Linked DNA regions of Rattus norvegicus: region 2 is linked to region 1. A link is a contact called in public Hi-C data. All regions are on one chromosome and are shown on one strand. Each heading gives the region's core, a stretch centred on a gene start, on an enhancer-like site or on the middle of the called end of the contact. The rest is flanking DNA. Distances are from core to core; before and after follow the strand shown.

Region 1 (3,198 bases), core at 243-2,742:
CAAAATTCCTCTTAACATTTTAGTCCATCCATTGGATTTAGTTTTCAGTGTATGTCCTTATATTTCCTTTTTTTAAAAAAAAAATAACATTCTTTATATTTGTGTGTGTGTGTATGTGCGTGCGCTCATGCGCGCTTGCGTGTGATTTAATGTTTGGTCTTTGCTGGACCAGTTTCTCTGTATGTGACTCATGTGCATACTATATATAGTAATGACATATCAAGGATACCCAATAAATAGCAAAATAAATGTATAGTGGTATGAGGAACATTGTACTGGTATTTTGGAAAACATGCATTAATTGTTCTAGAAAAGAGAATGTTCTTTATTGTACATTTCTAAGTATGTTTTTACTTTCAGCCCGTGTTTTATTCCCCGTTGGTGGTAGAATTGAAATGTATAGAATTCATAGAGAACATTTGTTGCTTCTTTTGCTCCCAGGGATTTGGAAGATATATTTAACTACAAAATAAGACATCTTAACCACCACCCCCCCCCCCCCCAGTTTCTATAGTATTAGGTCAAAAATCATGTACTGTCAATACTGTGCTTGGAAATTCAGAAGATGTTCAGTGTAATCTGGTTGAGCACTAGTTGAGGTAGTTACATGCTTGTCTTCTGATTATATGCTACCATACACGGAGTGGCTTGCATGTGCTTCGGTAGGCGCGCGCACAGAGACTATTGAAGCACATTGTCTTCCCTAATGTGTTCACTTGCATGAAGTGATGGAGAGACTCATCTACACTACTGATGTTTTTCTGGCCTTAGGAAGTAACTTTGCTTTGTCTAAATTAAAAAGTGTATCTGATCGAGAAGCTGACAGACTACAAGTTGAAGGCCAATTAATCTTTCCTTTCCCTACTTCTTAGTGTGTAAACTTTTTAGTCTTTGTTTAGTTTTCCTGAGTGGTCTAAAAAATTCTGTTACTGGGAATTTGTTTAGGGATCCTTTTTAAGTTCTACACATTTCATTTGGATAATGTGTTTCTTCTGAGTTTATAAGTCTCTCTTTGTCTGTTGAAAATCTGAGTCCTTTTTCATGTAGACAATTTTCACATTCAAGATTTAACTGGTTATGTCCAGTGTTACTTAGAATTTTCCTGTTCCTAACCTTTCTTGTAAACTCTCAGGTATAACAGTCAAGAGACTTGAGTAGCTTCAGATTGTTTCATAGGCAAGGGTGTTTCATAGGCGACTCTGTATTTCTTTTCATTCACAACAGGATGTCAGAATTGGTTTTACTTTACTGTGTTCTTTTACTGTGTTGGAGCCTGTCAAAACTACTAAAATTAATTTTTCATTGAAAACAAAACTTCTATGCATGTCTCTCTGAATTTGGCAAGCCTCTCTAGGGAAATGGAATGAATAGAATGTGTATATATTATAAAAGATTTATTGTGTATTATAAAAAGATTTATTAGCCCATGATAGGGCTTGCATAGTCCAACAATGACTACCTTTATGCTGGAGAGGCTTTTAGAAGTCTGTAACTGCTAGGTCCACGAATCTGAATGGTTTAGCAGGTTCAGTCCCGTGCAGAAGGCCTGTAAGCTCTTTGGGAGTCTCATTACTAGGTCTCGTTTGGAAGGCTGCAGAAGCCAATAGCAGAATGAACATACACACTTGCTCAGGGAGAAGTGGAGATAGGCAGGAGCACTGGCCTTCCCTCGGATCTCTTTCTGTCGGGGCTACCTACTAGAAGGGGCTGCTCACTCTGACGCTGAGTCTTGCCTCCTTCCTTAGTTAGAATTTCATTGCTGTGAAGAGACACCATGTCCAAGGCAACTCTTATAAAGGAAAACATTTAATTGTGGCTAACTTGCAGTTTTAGAGGGTTAGTCCATTATCATCCTGGCAGGAAGGAAGGCAGTGTCAGGCAGACATGGTGCTGGAAGAGCTGAGAGTTCTACTTCTTGATCTGAAGGCAGCCGGGAGGAGACGGTCTTCTGCAGGCGGCCGGCCTCAGTGGGCAGATTTCCACACTGGGCACAGCTTGAGCATGGGAGACCTCAGAACCCACTCATACAGTGCCTCCCACAAGGCCACACCTGCTCCAATGAGGCCACAGCTCCTGATAGTGCCACTCCCTATGGCCAGGCATGGAAACACATGAATCTATGGAGGCTAAACTTATTCAAACCACTACACCTCCTCAGCTCATCTTCCCTGGAAACATCTTCACAAATGTGCCAGAAGGGCGTCTTTTCAGTGATCACACATTTTATCAAATTGACAGTCAAGATTTACCATCACATCATCCTTACGTACTGTGTCTGTTTCACGTGTTTATCATGTGTAATATGTAGAACAAATATGGTGGAGTAATGCACACTAAGTCAGATCTACAGTGTGTGTGCTGCTAGTGGATTCCCATACCAGCAACACTCCATTCATGTTAGTCACTCACATTGCTGGTCTCTTACTCATTTTCTGTGGCCTTTACCTAACCACTCATTTAATTTAATCTGAGGACCTTTCTCCTAGCAGGCCCGATACAGACCGCAGTATTAAACAGTTGAACGTTGTGATTTGAAGCAGCACTATGTAAAAGTGCATTTATTTGTTATGTCTGCATCCCACCTTATTCAGTAGCTACCGAGGTATTGATTAATAGGCTTGGCCTTTATTCCATCAGTGGCACCAGGTTCTTTTCCTGGCCTTTAGCATGTTAATGACATTTGCATGCTCGGTTTGGATACCTAAACATTGGTAACATTTGGAAGGAAATAGTGTTTGGGCAGAAGAGTTTCTGATTCCCCTTTCAATGTTAGAATTCTTGCTGTCTTCTCAATTCCAAGTTGAGCAAGTGTGCACTTTGAGTGGAAATTGATTAAGATGATGAGTGCTCCTGGAGCACAAATTCCCTCAGCCTAACTTTTATAAGCTTGGTTCCATTTGACAAAAATTAAGTGGTAGTAGGACAGAAAAAGTCAAGCTGATATAACAATGGGGCTTCGTATTGAGCTTTTTGTGGTCTTTTTAAAACCACGAAGACCCTGAAGTGAAATATACAGTTTTAAATCTTTGCGGTTTCCTTATTTTACTCAATCACCATAATCAAGACTTTGAGTCAGCATATGTCACACACAACAGCCAGGAAACCTGGACAAAGAGGAGAATGTAAGGAGAAATAACTGAATAATAGAAATTAAAAACAAACAAACAAACCAACAAACCATTTAAAACTATGGTGCAG
Region 2 (3,218 bases), core at 542-3,041, 180 kb before region 1:
GAAAAATGTAATGGGGAGTGCTTCTTAGACTCCCTGAGCATTCTGTCCCCCGTCCAGGCCACCGTTCAGCTTCCCTGTGACATCAGATTTTGATACAGATCACTTGTTTGTGGCAAGGAGTTCTTCACTGAAGTTTGTATGTGTATTTACAGAGTAACTATTTTTGAGAAGTATTTATTACAGTAATCCATAAATAACTTTTAATCACTTTAAAGTACACTGAATGCTTATTTCTGAAATAAAATTTCTAGCCAAATGGTTAACGCTATACTTTTTTTCTACATGATATGTTCAGTCCATCTCACCAGAGTCTTGAATAGAAAAACAACTTGGGCTTTTACCATGCAGTACATTACTGCAGTCTGGTAAGACAGGAGAGCTGTGGCTAGATGGCCTGCGTTCATTTGGATCGTGACTGATTTCTTATATGACCCTAGACAAATGACCTAACCTCCCATGCCCAGTTCCCTCAACTTTAAGATGGAGACAACATCCCCCTGTGGGGTTAGTGCAGCTATGATTGGGCATTGTGTGAATTTTAGCTGTTGCAGTTGGTTTTTACCCCCTGCAGTAAAATCCAAATGCCTAATTTCTGTCTTTGTTCTAGTCTCCATAAAGTATCACTGTCATGTTAAGTTGAAATCTTAAAGGACCTGTTGTTTTCAGTAGCAGGTTAAAACCCAAAGTTTAATCTTTGATTTCATATAGTTATGAAAAGAAAAAAGTAGGATTTCAACAGTAGTGTCAGGTAGAAATGAATAAGATGAAGGGTTCCTTTACATGTGTGGGTACACACATGCCATGGTGTCCTGCAGGCATATGAGGGTGGCTCCCTCCACCATCTTGGCTCTCAAGGTTTTAGCTCAGGTCGTTGAGGAGGAAAGCACCTTTTACCCACTGGGCCATTCTGCCTGCCTTGGCTCTTGTTTTATTTTAATGGCAGCGTTTTACAGTGTTTAGTGTCATTGCTGGAGCAATAAAGACTGTAAAATGAGTCAAATAAAATGTGTGTGGTTGGGTAGTAGTTATGCAAGTGGAAAACCTGATACCTTGGATCTTGACTATATATAATGGGTGAGTGGGTGACTTTATTTCCCTCACAAAATGGAGTTGACAGGCAAAATGATAGGTTTTTAGGCAAAACTGGAAATTTATCATTTGCAGTCTTCTCACACGCCCTTAATGATTACATAGAAGGATTTTGTTTTTTTTTTTTTTTAATTCATTTTGGGATGTTCTGGAGACACGCAAATATCAAAGTGATATATACATTCAGTTCATTCAACCTTCCCAACCCCAGGATCCCCTGTCTACCCGTTCAGTTTTTGGATTCTTTTTTTTTGTTTAGTCTTGGAAAGTTTTATACATTTGTCATAATTAGTCATTCATTCTTCCCCCTAGTTCCTCACTCCTTTGTGTACTCTCACTTGGTCTCTTTTTTAGTTATTAATAACCCAGAGTTCAATTGATGCTGCGCATATGTATGTGGTTACGTGGCCACTCAGAGGCATGAGTAACACAGCAACAACCATGTCCCTGGTGGAGAGTGGACTCTCCCTTAGCTGTCATCAACTACCAACAATTTCTAGGATGGTGGGACCTCAGAGAGCCTTTCATTTATACTGAAATTTTGACTGGCTGGGTCTTGGTGCAGGTAATCACATGCTGTGAGTTGAAGTCTATACTAGTCATGTTCAGAAGTCAGACAGTTCACTCTCTCCAACATGTCTGTGCACAGCCTGTGAAGTTCCCCGGGCCTTGGATGTTGGAGGTCGCTGTAGATGATTCATGCACAGCTGAGCACCAACTTAGTGACAGCTTTGGCGGTCAGAATCCGCATTACCCGGTACCCACTGTAAAAAGCCTATCTGACCAAAGTTGAAAGCAGCGGTAGTCTGTGGGTATTACACATTTGGAAGTTAGCTTGACATTTTAGGAAAAACAGCAGATTTTATCCCCTGTGGTGTATGATCTTCAAAGTTAAAGGCATCTACCTAGGTTTTTAGTACCAGGTATAAAATCCCTGTCATGGCATGGGCCTCATATTCTATCAGAAAGCCCTTGGTTACCTTCAAAACCTTCATGCCCATCTTTGCATCAATGGCCACATCTTGCCCACAAGTCAGTATTGTTGCATTCAGGGTCCAGCATCAAAAAGCAGCAGCCTGCACACCACTTTATAGCACTGTGTAAGTTAGCCAACATGTAGTGTATTCTGGCCATTTCAAGGTTGGGTTTTTGTATGCCCCGAGCAATGGGGTTTTGCCATCTAGTTTTGGTGGGCAACAAAAAGCAATGTCAACAGCTTACTCAGGGTGCCTCCCAGGCATACCAGACCAACCACTCAGGGATCCTGTGCTTGTTACTGGGAGCAGCATTTTCTGCGCATTCCGTTCAAACTCCTTTCATATATATATTCAGTTACAAACTTGTTGGTTTCCATAAGGCTTCTTCATTTTTTTTTAGTTTTTGGCTAGAACCCCCTCAACGCTCTCCTTAAAGTGATCACCCTATGTTCACTTAGTCCCAAGAACTCTATCCTCCCTGTTTTCCTGTAACCTGAATTCTACTGTTCCCTCTATTGGGGCTTTTTTCTTTGGTTAGGAAATCCTGAGTTTCCATACAGCCACATATGTCTGCCATGCCACCTTCACTTTGAGGAGACTTCTTGCCAACCATATTTCCTCCTTCCCTACCCCTTCCTTTTTTGAACCTTTCCACCCCCCAGTGTCCCCTGTCTGTCTGTATTTTACTCTCCTCTCCCTTAAGGCAGCCAGTTACATTCTGAAAACACACTGAATAGGTTGATCTTGGCAATGCAGAATGATTGAGAGTGGATGATGAATGGAAGTTAAGAGCTTAACCGGTTAATGTGATCTGTTTTCAAGACTATGAAATTTGGTAGTCCTTGAAGGAAATCTTGGTACACACTGCAAAAAAGGAATGAATGGCTCTGAATGCTTACAACTGTGCCAGTAACCAGGAGAGATCTACTGGTTTCAAAAGGAAGCACTTGGCATGTATCACCCAGGGCTTAAGGCAGAGACCCTTGCTAGAGGTAAGGAATGTTAAAAGGTCTTGAAAACACTGTGGGTCTTCACAGCTCCAGTCACTCTTCAGATGTTAGCACACCCAAGTGACTCATAAATGACGCTCAGAGAGATTACTATATCTATTAGACACTCTTTAAGTAACAATGACTCAAGATCACCCAGGAA

The links. A called contact is a pair of places that touch in the nucleus more often than the background predicts.
Region 2: a contact with region 1 is called in a Hi-C map of the A7r5 cell line, with 2.5 times the contacts expected there. The contact joins two enhancer-like sites. A contact is called at or near these places in 2 of 12 Hi-C or Micro-C datasets (the A7r5 cell line and Schwann cells) and 1 of 1 datasets of contacts at active chromatin or transcription factors (oligodendrocytes).

Annotation. Positions count from the first base shown.
Region 1 is chr16:12,724,490-12,727,687 of GRCr8, reverse strand. All of the region lies in intron 1 of Ccser2 (coiled-coil serine-rich protein 2), which reads left to right. Among named protein-coding and RNA genes, the nearest start is that of Ccser2, 20 kb to the left of the region's middle. Within about 2 kb of position 1,492, at least 11 of the 93 cell types and tissues checked have an H3K27ac peak or open chromatin away from gene starts, as enhancers often do. A contact at or near this core is called in the A7r5 cell line, where this site is marked.
Region 2 is chr16:12,902,849-12,906,066 of GRCr8, reverse strand. No RefSeq gene overlaps it. Among named protein-coding and RNA genes, the nearest start is that of Gpr15lg, 8.3 kb to the right of the region's middle. Within about 2 kb of position 1,791, at least 6 of the 93 cell types and tissues checked have an H3K27ac peak or open chromatin away from gene starts, as enhancers often do. A contact at or near this core is called in the A7r5 cell line, where this site is marked.